Regions from separate parts of the Anas platyrhynchos genome. Here region 1 is linked to region 2. The links are chromatin contacts, called in public Hi-C maps. All regions are on one chromosome and are shown on one strand. The core of a region is the stretch at or near the end of the contact, and the rest is flanking DNA. Distances in the headings are between cores, read along the strand shown.

The links. A called contact is a pair of places that touch in the nucleus more often than the background predicts.
Region 1: a contact with region 2 is called in a Hi-C map of skeletal muscle, with 1.8 times the contacts expected there. The contact joins two enhancer-like sites. A contact is called at or near these places in 6 of 8 Hi-C or Micro-C datasets (F1 follicle, F5 follicle, liver and 2 more).

The regions. Positions count from the first base shown.
Region 1 is chr5:29,127,942-29,133,436 of IASCAAS_PekinDuck_T2T, forward strand. OSBPL5 (oxysterol binding protein like 5) reads right to left here. Exons shown (of 22, transcript XM_072038546.1): 10 at 2,705-2,889; 11 at 1,213-1,294; 12 at 500-598. Among named protein-coding and RNA genes, the nearest start is that of CARS1, 35 kb to the left of the region's middle. Within about 2 kb of position 2,615, at least 4 of the 8 cell types and tissues checked have an H3K27ac peak or open chromatin away from gene starts, as enhancers often do. A contact at or near this core is called in F1 follicle, where this site is marked.
Region 2 is chr5:29,034,840-29,040,126 of IASCAAS_PekinDuck_T2T, forward strand. It overlaps NAP1L4 (nucleosome assembly protein 1 like 4), which reads right to left. Exons shown (of 16, transcript XM_013099804.5): 12 at 5,144-5,166; 13 at 4,409-4,528; 14 at 4,083-4,112. Among named protein-coding and RNA genes, the nearest start is that of NAP1L4, 20 kb to the right of the region's middle. Within about 2 kb of position 1,627, at least 2 of the 8 cell types and tissues checked have an H3K27ac peak or open chromatin away from gene starts, as enhancers often do. A contact at or near this core is called in F1 follicle, where this site is marked.

The DNA of each region.
Region 1 (5,495 bases), core at 1,365-3,864, 94 kb after region 2:
GTCAGGCCAGTTTGCTTGTGAGCTCTGCCTGTCATTTATCCCCAAAGATATGGAAACAGACCTTCAATTTACTTTGATTAAGATCATTATGGAATGTTTAGATATAAAGGAAGGTAGGATTTGATTATCTGTTTTATTATTATCCCTTTTGACAGAGGCAACACAAACCACCACAACATTCTCTTCAAACAAACAAACAAACAAACAAAACAAAACAAAACAAACAAACAAAAAAAAACAGGAAAGCAGGTTTCTGTGGCACAGGTCTTCACTGAAGAGATTAATGTCATATACGGGACACCTGCCAAAGCTCAAAGTAATCTCAGTAAATCCAAAGAGAAAAAAAGATCAGCAGCTAGTTTTTTCCACGTCCCACTCTGACGTTTAAACAAAACTTCAAGTTACTCTCACAGGGTGAGATAAGGAGCATGCTCCTATGCAGGGAGGTGTAAATGGGCTGCTGCTTGCAGCACTTGAACATCCAAATAATGTGACTTACCTGTTCTGCGATGTAAAATGTGTGACTGTTCGTCTGAGGGTGAAACCAACAGCAGCGAAATGTCTCTCCAAGAATAGGGTTGTATGGCTTTTTAATTCCCTGAAAAAAAGAAAGCAACCAAAACCTGCTATAAATCTGCAAGTCAACTTTACAGACACAGCCACAAAACATTGTAGTAATTTTCTTCCTTATGTTAGATCAAGTCAACTACAAGAATCAAAGCGTAAGAACTTGTTACATATATCCTCCTGCGCAAATCTCTTCACCCAAGCCATGAATTCATCTGCAATTCATCCAGCTTAATCTCTGATACTGCCCAATCAAAGCTGTACAAGATGGTCATACTTTATTATTTCTGTTACTATATGCAGCAGGTACACACTTCTGTGGGAACATGACACTAAGATACTGAAAAGATAAAGAAGAGACCTGCTTGCAGCGAGGTAAAACCCCTGCATCCAAGGACTTTCTAATTTTTGATGACAACTTTTGTTTTCTAGATGTCCAGTGCAAAAGCTCTTAGGTTAACCAACACTATTTGGCACCCAATATTCACTCCCAAACGAAATACAACTTTGGTTTTGAAAATAATTGTCACAGTATTCTGAACAACAGAAGAGGTAAACTGTTAAAGGAAATTCAATAAAGAAATGCACAGCCACAGCAGAAGTTTCCAACATCTATTAGAACCCCAAGCACAAGCATTCTCTTACCTTTGGCTTCTTGTAGAAGCCGGACAGATACCACCTCAAAACTTGCTTAATTCGACTGTATGGATCGTCTTCAAGAACAGCCCTGCAGGACAGAACATAAAATGTTTTCTCACATGCTTTTCATACTGTTTACACATCATATTCATTTTATACCGGTACAATGATCTTAATTTCAACAGTATTTCCCTAGTACTAAATAAAAGGAAGTAATTTCTGTACTGCTCCAATGAAAAAGGTGTTTGCCAGCAGCAACTGTTTTTTAGTAATGTACATTGTAAAACACACACATAAATGCTTAGAAAGTGACCTAATTCTTGCAAAAAGCCTAATAAAGTCTCTGGAGTGTATAAGGTTTGATTGGATATACCTCCAGGTATGTTAATGTGGGAATGACAGTAGTCACTGATAATAGTAAAGTATAAGAAGTAAAAATAACAATATTAATCACATCAAAATAAAAAACAATTCTATTTTTCTCTCTTTTTCTTCGTTTTCACCTTTCTTAAAAGATCTTTAAAGCTGCCATGCTGCATGGCCTTTTTCAGTCCTTTGTGATTTCACACAATCATTTAAGTTGGAAGTGGCTTCTCAGGGCTGTCTCATCCAACCTTCCTCTGCTCAAAGATGATGTGGGAAGTAAACACAGAGTTCCTGGCATTTCCAACCGTTTAGTCAGATTTGAAAATCCACCTGCTTAAGTTCTTGCAAAATCCATTTAGAAGGAGCAACCACACCACAAAGAGGCTTATTAAAGAAAAACTTCAAACCCCTTAAAGTTTTTTTTCACATCTCAGCACTGAGGAGAACCATTTCCTTAACTTCAGATTTCAAACATACCACAAAAAAACTTGAAAATACCACAGCTCTAAAATTATCCAGAGGCAGCAGAATAAACATGAGTAACTAGTGCTGATATTTGAATACTGCACACACTGGCTTTAAAATACACCAAACATATCTCATTGAGAAAGATGGCCCTATCTGCAAGCAGGACATTTCCTGTTTTCTACTGTGGTGCTCCCTGCAGGTCTCTCTGCTCAACTGTGTTAAAAGGTGTTTCTTATTTATCATACAAAATAATTATGCTGCTTTTGGAACAGAAGAGCTTGCTGATTCCACTGTTTGCTCTGTCTTATACTCCTCTGTACGTAAGTACACCAGAAGGTGGCGCAGCTCTGTTCCGAGCTGCTCAAAGGAACGAGCCAAATACCCATCAGTTCCAGCCTGTGCTGGAAAGGACGTGTGTGCGCAAAGGCAGCTTTGTCTGGAGCTTAACTGTTTTCCCTGTTTCCTTGCCCTTCAGGAGCAGCAGTGCATCTTGAAAAGGTCCCTGCAGCTGGAGCCTAGATTGATTTACACTGAATCCCAGTGACCTGAGTGCTATTTGGGAGCCTTTTGAGCATGCCTCAGCCAGCACCAGGCTCACGCTTTAACACTTTTTCACACTGACAAGAGACGTGCCCATGCCAGGCATGCTCTGTGTGCTGCTTACTGGGAGAGCAGGTCAGCATGGTAGTAGTAATCAGAGAGCTTGTTCAGGAATGAGCGTGGTTCCAGGATGAAGGTGGGCAGCACCACCCGTGACAGGTCCATGCCGGGTCGCAGCTGCTTCAACAGGATCCACATCAGGCTCTTGTTCTCCTCGGAGACGGTTTCTGTTTGAGACGATTCACCTGTCTACAACCGGAAATACAAGAAGCATACAAGAAACTCCTCTCAGGCCCATCCTCAGCAAGTGAGAGACTGTAAGATTTACTAGTACACCCACAGAAAAAAATAGGAGATAAATGAGTAATCAACAAAGAACTGAAGCAGTCCTTCAAGTTCAAAACAGGACAAGCTGATAGGTAAGGCACTGCAAAGGGCCCATTGCCAGGTTGTGTGCACAGACTACAGCTCCCCCAGTGCTATGTAGCGCCCTTTGCAGCAGAAGCACAGTAACACTAAAAAAACAACCAACTATGTAAAAAAAAAAAACAAAAAACAAACAAACAAACAAAAAAAAACACACAAAAAAAGCCAGGCAATTTATTGTGGTTTCATCTGTAACTGTGTAGCTCCTCCGTGTTCAATGGAAATACATGAGGTATAATATGGTGGAATAGGGCTTTTCAATGCAATGGAGAAAGAAAATGAAATTTTGAAACATGAATGTTGTTTTAATGCAGATGTTGGTTGTCTAGACTTTTGTCTAACACTCATCCTAGGCATCAGAATTTAACAGTGAAAGAGAATACTTATAATTAGGCTTCCTATTGTTTTTAGGCAAGAGATTTCTATCAGAAGGGCACAGTTCCATTCAGTAGCATTTCTGGAATACATTCTGGTTCAGGAGAGGACATGTAGCATACCCCAACAGGTTTTGCAGATGGTATATATCACTAAACACTCATTTTCACCACCTGAGCATCCTCAGCACCTTTTTGGCTCCTAATCGCCCCTTTTACTCGTCATTCACAACTTGTGAGTAGGCCTGTAGGCTGGGGAGAATTTCAGACTGAGGAACAACACGGCTCTTTTCATTTCATTGCTTTTCCCTGTACCGTTCTTGTGACAGTCTGATGCAATACACAGCTCTGATCTCCAAGAAGTGGAAATCATTTTAAGGACGTAATACCACAGCGTCCTCTAGAGGTTAGAATATGTATGGCTCTGCCAGAGCTTTCATTATTTATCTAGGTTTCAAGCGTGCATGTACTGGCAAGATAAATTAATGCCATGTTGAAATTGCTGTACAAGGTGTTACTCAGAGTGCGTAACTGCAGAAGGGATGGATGAAGAGGGATGAAAAAGGACAGGCAGGGGTGTGAGAGTAATTTCAGGTTATTTCTGTTTGCATTCCCATCAAATACCTCATCCTCAATACTCCTTTTTTAAGCTAGCTATAACTAAAATAAATTTAAAATAAGTTTTGTTGCTTTTGTTACCAGTCTACCTACTAAGAAGGTGTCTTTTTTACATTCTAGGCTAACTTTTGCAGTATTAAAGTCGTTCTGACACCTGTCTCTGCCTGCATGTTCCTACTGCAAACAGGGCAAGGCACGCAGATGCACAAGCACATGCCTTTTTAATGCATACAGATGCATATACATATGTGCATACATTTGAAATGTGCTTTCAAAGCCATGCTGCAAATTTAACAGTGATGGTTTGCATCTGTGATCTGCAAATCTGAACTGTATACAGAGGGACAGAGGCAATTTCAGTTTAAGAAGCTAGTTAATGTTATTAATTGACATGCATTTACCTTGATCCATCTGAGCCCACTGCTTATAGCAAACTACATCACTGCCTACAGTTTACTTTTCTTTATGTTACTGTTACCATTGGAATAAGAATTAACAGCCAGTCTCATCCATATGTCTCAGGAGACAACAGTCCCACTTTGCAGCCAACAACAGAAATCTAGTAAAACCCCTAATGGTCAAGGCTGCATGGGAACTCCTTTTGAAAGCTCACTGGAGTTACCCCGCCTGAACAAACACCCTAGCTTTATTTTACATTATCCAGTATCACTCTCTACTGTGGAATGTAGTCCTCCCCTTTTGTTTTTATTTTTATGGAAAACTGTAGAGTCTTCTTTCATTCACACAGACACCACTGCTGCCTTTTAGGTTTGACTGAACACCAAAGTATCTATCTGCTCTACTACTCCTTCTAGGACAAGTTTTCAATTGGCAAAAGCTCATTTCAGAATAACGAGCTGAGAGAAATTAGGCTTGCCTTTGTTTTGGTGTTGCCAAACATTGTTTGGTTCCTCCACTGTATTCAAAGTTCCCTCTTTGAACCCAGTCACCATTTGCTATGTGTCTGGGTGGGATTTGAAGGGAAGAGATGTACAAAAGGAATTTTTTTAAAAACATCTTTGGATGCCTGTAGACAACAGTTCTTTTTCTAAGCACAATTTTTACAGCAGGGGCTTGCACCTCACCCTGACATCTGAAATCCCAGCAAACACATGCAGTTAAGAAACATCTTTCCAGCAAAGTGATTTTCTTTGAAGCATCAACAAGACTTCAGCTTCCTCTTTCAAATAGGCAAGGGAGTGCTCCAAGCCCTCCCGGTGCAAGAGTACAGTGCTTCTCTGCTGCTTACCCAGACTGACTCTCACCCAACAGTGGGTGCCCCAGTTGCTCTACAGCTGCCTTATTCAGAGATGTCACAGCGACATCCAGCTAACAACGGCTCTTATACGGAACAGAAACGCACCCTTCTGCTGTTAAGTGACATAGCTTTTCTACAAGAAATGGTCCTTAAGGAATCAAGTGGCACCATTAGGACAC
Region 2 (5,287 bases), core at 377-2,876:
TGGCCTATTGTGGACAGATTAGGTATTCTTCTACAGGATTCGGCAGTATTTTTGCACTGTTGTACACATGCCTATTGCACTGGGTCTGGCTGGGATGTTAACTTTCCCTGCAGCAGCCAATTCAGTGCTGTGCTCTGCACTTGTAGCTAGAACAGCAGTGGTATCACACCAGTGTTGTGTCTGCTGCTGAGCAGTGCTGCCACAGCATCAGGACTCCCTCTAATCCTCCCAGGGGGTGGGCAAAAAAATAGAGAAAAGAAACATCACCAGGGCAGCTGACCTAAACCAGCCGAAGGGATATTCCATACCACATGATGTCACACTCAGCAATAAAAGGTGGAAACAGGAAAATGAGGGGAGGGGTGGGATCTTGGTGTGAAAACACTGGTCCTCCTCCCAAACACTGGCTACGTGCGTTGAGGCCCTGCTTCAAGGACATGGTCAAACCTCACTTATTTGTGGGAAGTAGAGAGTAATTCCTTTCCTCTGCACTTCCACGTAACCTTTATTTTTTTTCCCCTTTCCCTTTTTCTTCCTCTTTAGTTAAATTGTTTAGTTAATATAGTCTTTCCTTAATAATTATAATTTTTTCCCTTTAATTAAATTATCCTTATCTCAACCCGTGAGTTGTTCTTTACTTCTTCCCCTTCTCAGCTAAGGAGGAGTGAGAGAACAGTTGTGGTGTTTAGCTGCCTAGCACAGTAAAACCACCAGTCCTTTCTGGTGCCCAACGTGGGGCTCAAAGGGTTGAGATAACAATAGAATTGACTAAAAACACTTGCAACTAACACGCTTACTCGCTAGTCACCACGTTCAGTGTCCTGTTAATATTGGATTGTTTGATCATATAATCATGCAATCTGTGTCATGTTCTCCTTTCTCCTCTACATCTGATCCAGGAATGGGCTACAAGCTGTGTTTTTGTTTTTGTTTTATTTTATTTTATTTTTTTTATTTTATTTTGCTGTGCTGCCAAGCACTGGCCTTCAGTTTCATCTGGCATTCAGGCTCTCCACTGTTATCATTTGGGTCTCATGGAAACTACCTTTTAGAGAATATTCAGAACTACATTGCCTTCCTTTCCTCATCTGGACGTCAGTTTATGAATAGTATCAGGAATGGTACCTCCTCCTTCTTTCACAGTGTGCTAATTACAACAATTTGAGTATTTTGAGTATCCATACGTAACCCATATATTGCTATTTCTAATTCTGAATAACTGGTTTCCTCTTCTCTCTTAGTCAATTGTTTAGAAAGCTTACCCGGGAATCTGTCTCGAAACAGTCTTGTGGCAGGTGGCAATGCGTGTGGGAGGATATAGGCAGGTACCTGTCACAGGTGTCTGATCCAATAGTTTTGAACTTCACCCCCTGAACAAGTGCAAAATCCTAAAAACCTGATAGAATGTTTGAGAGTTGTATGTCCTGACCCTGATAATGCCAGAGAATGACAGCTTGCAGCACTGTGCTGGGTCCTGGCTTACTCCTATCAAACACTGTTTAACATCATCCAGCACCTTGAAGAGAGGGAGAAAGTCTGAGTCCGATGACCAGATAACATGCTGTGGCTGACCCAGAGGACCAACCGATATGGTATCAGTCATCCGCATAGTCAAGTCTAAACAATGGAAATCAGCTCGTTTAGTAAGAGAAGAAGTCTCTCCTAAGAAGGAGGGAGAAGGGGAAAAGGCAGGCACCTCTAAAGCAGAGTCATCACAAAAACAGCAGGAAGAAGAGATGGAAATCATAAAGGAATCAGAAACCACTCGATCCCTATCAGCATGAGGGTGTTCAAGTTGCTTCAGAAGTTGTGGGTACAGAAGCACAGCTCCTCTTGGCCCCACAGTTACCTGTATTACCTTGGACGTTCAAAGGGAAAATTCCCACTATACACCATGCGACTGATGCTACATGGAGTAAGTGGATAGTGTTAATTACACAGCGGGCTCGAATGGGAAAACCTAATTGCCCAGGAATCCTGGAAGAGATCATGGACAAGCCAGAAGACAGATTTCGGAGTGCCAACAGAAGGGGTAACCCGTGCTGAAGAGGCACCACCATGTCATGAGTTGCCAGAAGACAAAAAGCAGTATGTATTGTTTACTGACGGATCCTGCCGTGTGGTAGGGAGCCATCGGAAATGGAAAGCTGCTGTGTGGAGTCCCACACGATGAGTTGTGGAGGCCATGGAAGGGAAAGGCGAGTCAAGACAGTATGCAGAAGTAAAAGCCATACAACTAGCCCTAGAGATTGCCAAAAAAAGAGAAAAATGGCCAGTACTGTATCTCTACACTGACTCATGGATGGTGGCTGCAGCAATGGAAACAGAGCAACTGGCAGTGCAGAGGTAAAGGTATCTGGGCTGCTACCCTGTTGCAAGATATTGCTGCCCAGGTACAAAACCTGGATGTAAAAGTAAGTCATGTAGATGCCCACATGCCCAAGAGTCATGGTACTGAGTGGGTGTATCACATCCCTTATCACCCACAAACCTCTGAGAAGGTTGAGAGGTACAGTGGACTGTTAAAGACTATGTTACAAGTATTGGGTGCTGGGATATGCAAACAATGGGACACAAATCTACCAGAAGCCACTTGGCTAGTTAACAATAAGGGGTCTGACAGCCATGCTGGTCCTGCTGAAACAAAACCCCTACACAGTGAAAGGAGCTAAAGTCCCCATAGTGCATGTAGGAAAGTGGATGGGGAAGGCAGTGTGGGTTGCTCCTGCCTCGGGAAAAGGCAAATCCACTGATGGGACTGTCTTCGCCCAAGGACCAGAGTATACCTGGTGGGACATGCAAAGAATGGGGATATCAAGTGCATGACTCAAGAAGATTTAACCTTGAGAGAAAACTAATATGTAACCTAAGTTATATGTTGTAGGAAGGCATTGCAGGATCAATGACAGGTCAACTTTGCAAGGAACTGGGCAGTGCAATAAGGACTTGAGCTCAGCTGGTGCTGGTGTCCTGACATCCAACTCCGCCTGCCCTAAGTGACCACTTTGGCAGATGAAGACCAAATTGTCAACAGTTCTTATGAACATTTTCCAAGAAAGACCAACACAATGAGAAGATATACCTGCCTATTAATCTGTTAAGGGACAAGGAATAATGGTGATGAGAATACTTATAGGCTAAAGTATGGGGGATCTGAGAGTGACACAAATGTTATGGAATAAAGGGTGGAGGTTGGTAGCAGAGGATCGTGGTGGTTTTACTGTGCTAGGCAGCTAAACACCACATCTATATCCAAGTAGTAACATCTGGCACTGTGTACAGATTAAAAATATATGTACATTTCTATCACAATCCAGCTTAAAAATATAAATGTTTAGTCCTCAATAGCCTAGGCCCAAAAGTCTGCATTACAACTTGCAAAGATAAAAGCAACTGCAGTCTGAAAGCTGCCAGCTCTTATCAGACCACCAGCTCAGTAACTTCTAATGCACTCTACTCTGGTGAGCTTGATGACAGTCAGGTATGTACCTTTAACCAATCAGCAAGAACACCACAGCAAACATAGTAAAATAAAAGCGTAATTGCCTGTCAAGGATATTAGTTTATTCAAGTGTGGTATCATTTAGTGGTTTTGTGCAAAGCCTTTCATGGTATGCTTGTATTCATACAACACTGCAGTAAACGGACCAGAGCTCTTGGCATACTAGAACTTTCACTCTAAATTGAACCTTTAACCCTAGCAGTTGCTCCCTCTCCTTTTTTTGAACTTGGTATTTGGCAGTAACCAGTCTTAAGACACATGACAACTAAAAACTGAAAACCAAATTTAACTGCCACCTAAGTAATAGGTATTAGAAAAAAAATGAAGGGTCTTAGCACTCATTAAAAAAAAAAAAAAAGCTTCTGCTTTTGACTTGTGACAGAAAGTAGCTCCCAAAATACTAGGAGAACCCTAGGTTAAGTGCTCTTACAGGAAGTAACTTTTTTCTGAAGACAAGTAACAAACAAATTTTACAAGTTAGAAATGCTGAACTCTTTTGGAAAGAAGTACCATACACAGTTTCAGGACTGGAATACAGTAGGTAATTAGTTATCTATAAAAGATGTAGTATGCATCTCACCTCCTCTTCACCTTCTTCACCTTCTTCAAACTGAAAAACAAGACCAAGAAGTTTTATCAACTCTGCTAATATTCGCATAAAATCTCTGCAGTAACAGTTCTGGCACACTGAAACACAGTACTGCAAACTAAGCCCCTTCTAGAAGGGAACATTAGCAGCTCACAATAAATTGAATGGTTATTTCCTATTCCCAAGTAATAGGAATCTCTTCAGATTTTGTTATTCTCAAATAATTAATAAAACATACTAGTCTAATCAGAAAAGTAAGAGGGACAGCTTCTAGATACATGGTGACTAATAAACAAAATGCTGATGGGCATACATACATTATCATCATCCTCTATAGCCTCCCCAGTGAAATAAAGCACAGCACGAGGGACTATCCTTTCACGGAAGAAGTGACCAATTTCAAAATCTGCTGCTAAAGTAAACTCAGAATCTTCATCCTGTAAAGCAAATCAGTTTGAAATAATTTCATTCACTCCTCTGTAGCACACCACTTTCTTTTTTTTTTTTTTTTTAATTGAAAAATAAAAAAGTTACAGGTTTGAGAAACACACCATCAACCCTTCTGGTGACCTGCACTTAATTTTGTAGCAGTAAAAGAAATATTGCAAGGCTAAATCCAGATTTGCAAAACTGCCATTTAAAGAATTTTCTACCATCTATGTACAGGCTACTGGCCTGCTAAAAAACACATTCTATTAAAAATAAAGTTCACATTGACTTTGCTGGCCCTGACACTTTTCATAGCAGAATTGTTCAGACTGTTTCAGACTTCCGCGAAGAGCTGGTTACCAGTTGTATGACTAGAAAAAGTTACAACCTTTTCCCAACAGTGACAGTTACAGATGTATCTTATCAAGACATGCAACAGCAAAAGATCACAGGATTTAGAGAAGTCAACAGTATCTTTCAGTTTATCAAGGTAAAGCTCAACTCCAGCAACAGCAAAAATAACTAAGATATGCACCATTATTAAAGAATCTGAATAGTTAGCATAGAGATGGTGAAGAAGAAAACAGTAGAGAACAGTTGTGCCATTTCAGAAACAAACTTACCAACGACTCTCCATCACCAGATACTGCAAAAAAGAAAAGACAGCACATTCAAGTAAAGTTTGAATATTGAGGTAGGCTAGACTATACAAAGATGACAAAAACATAAAGACCTTCTCATACCAGAAAGCACTGGGATAAAGACTT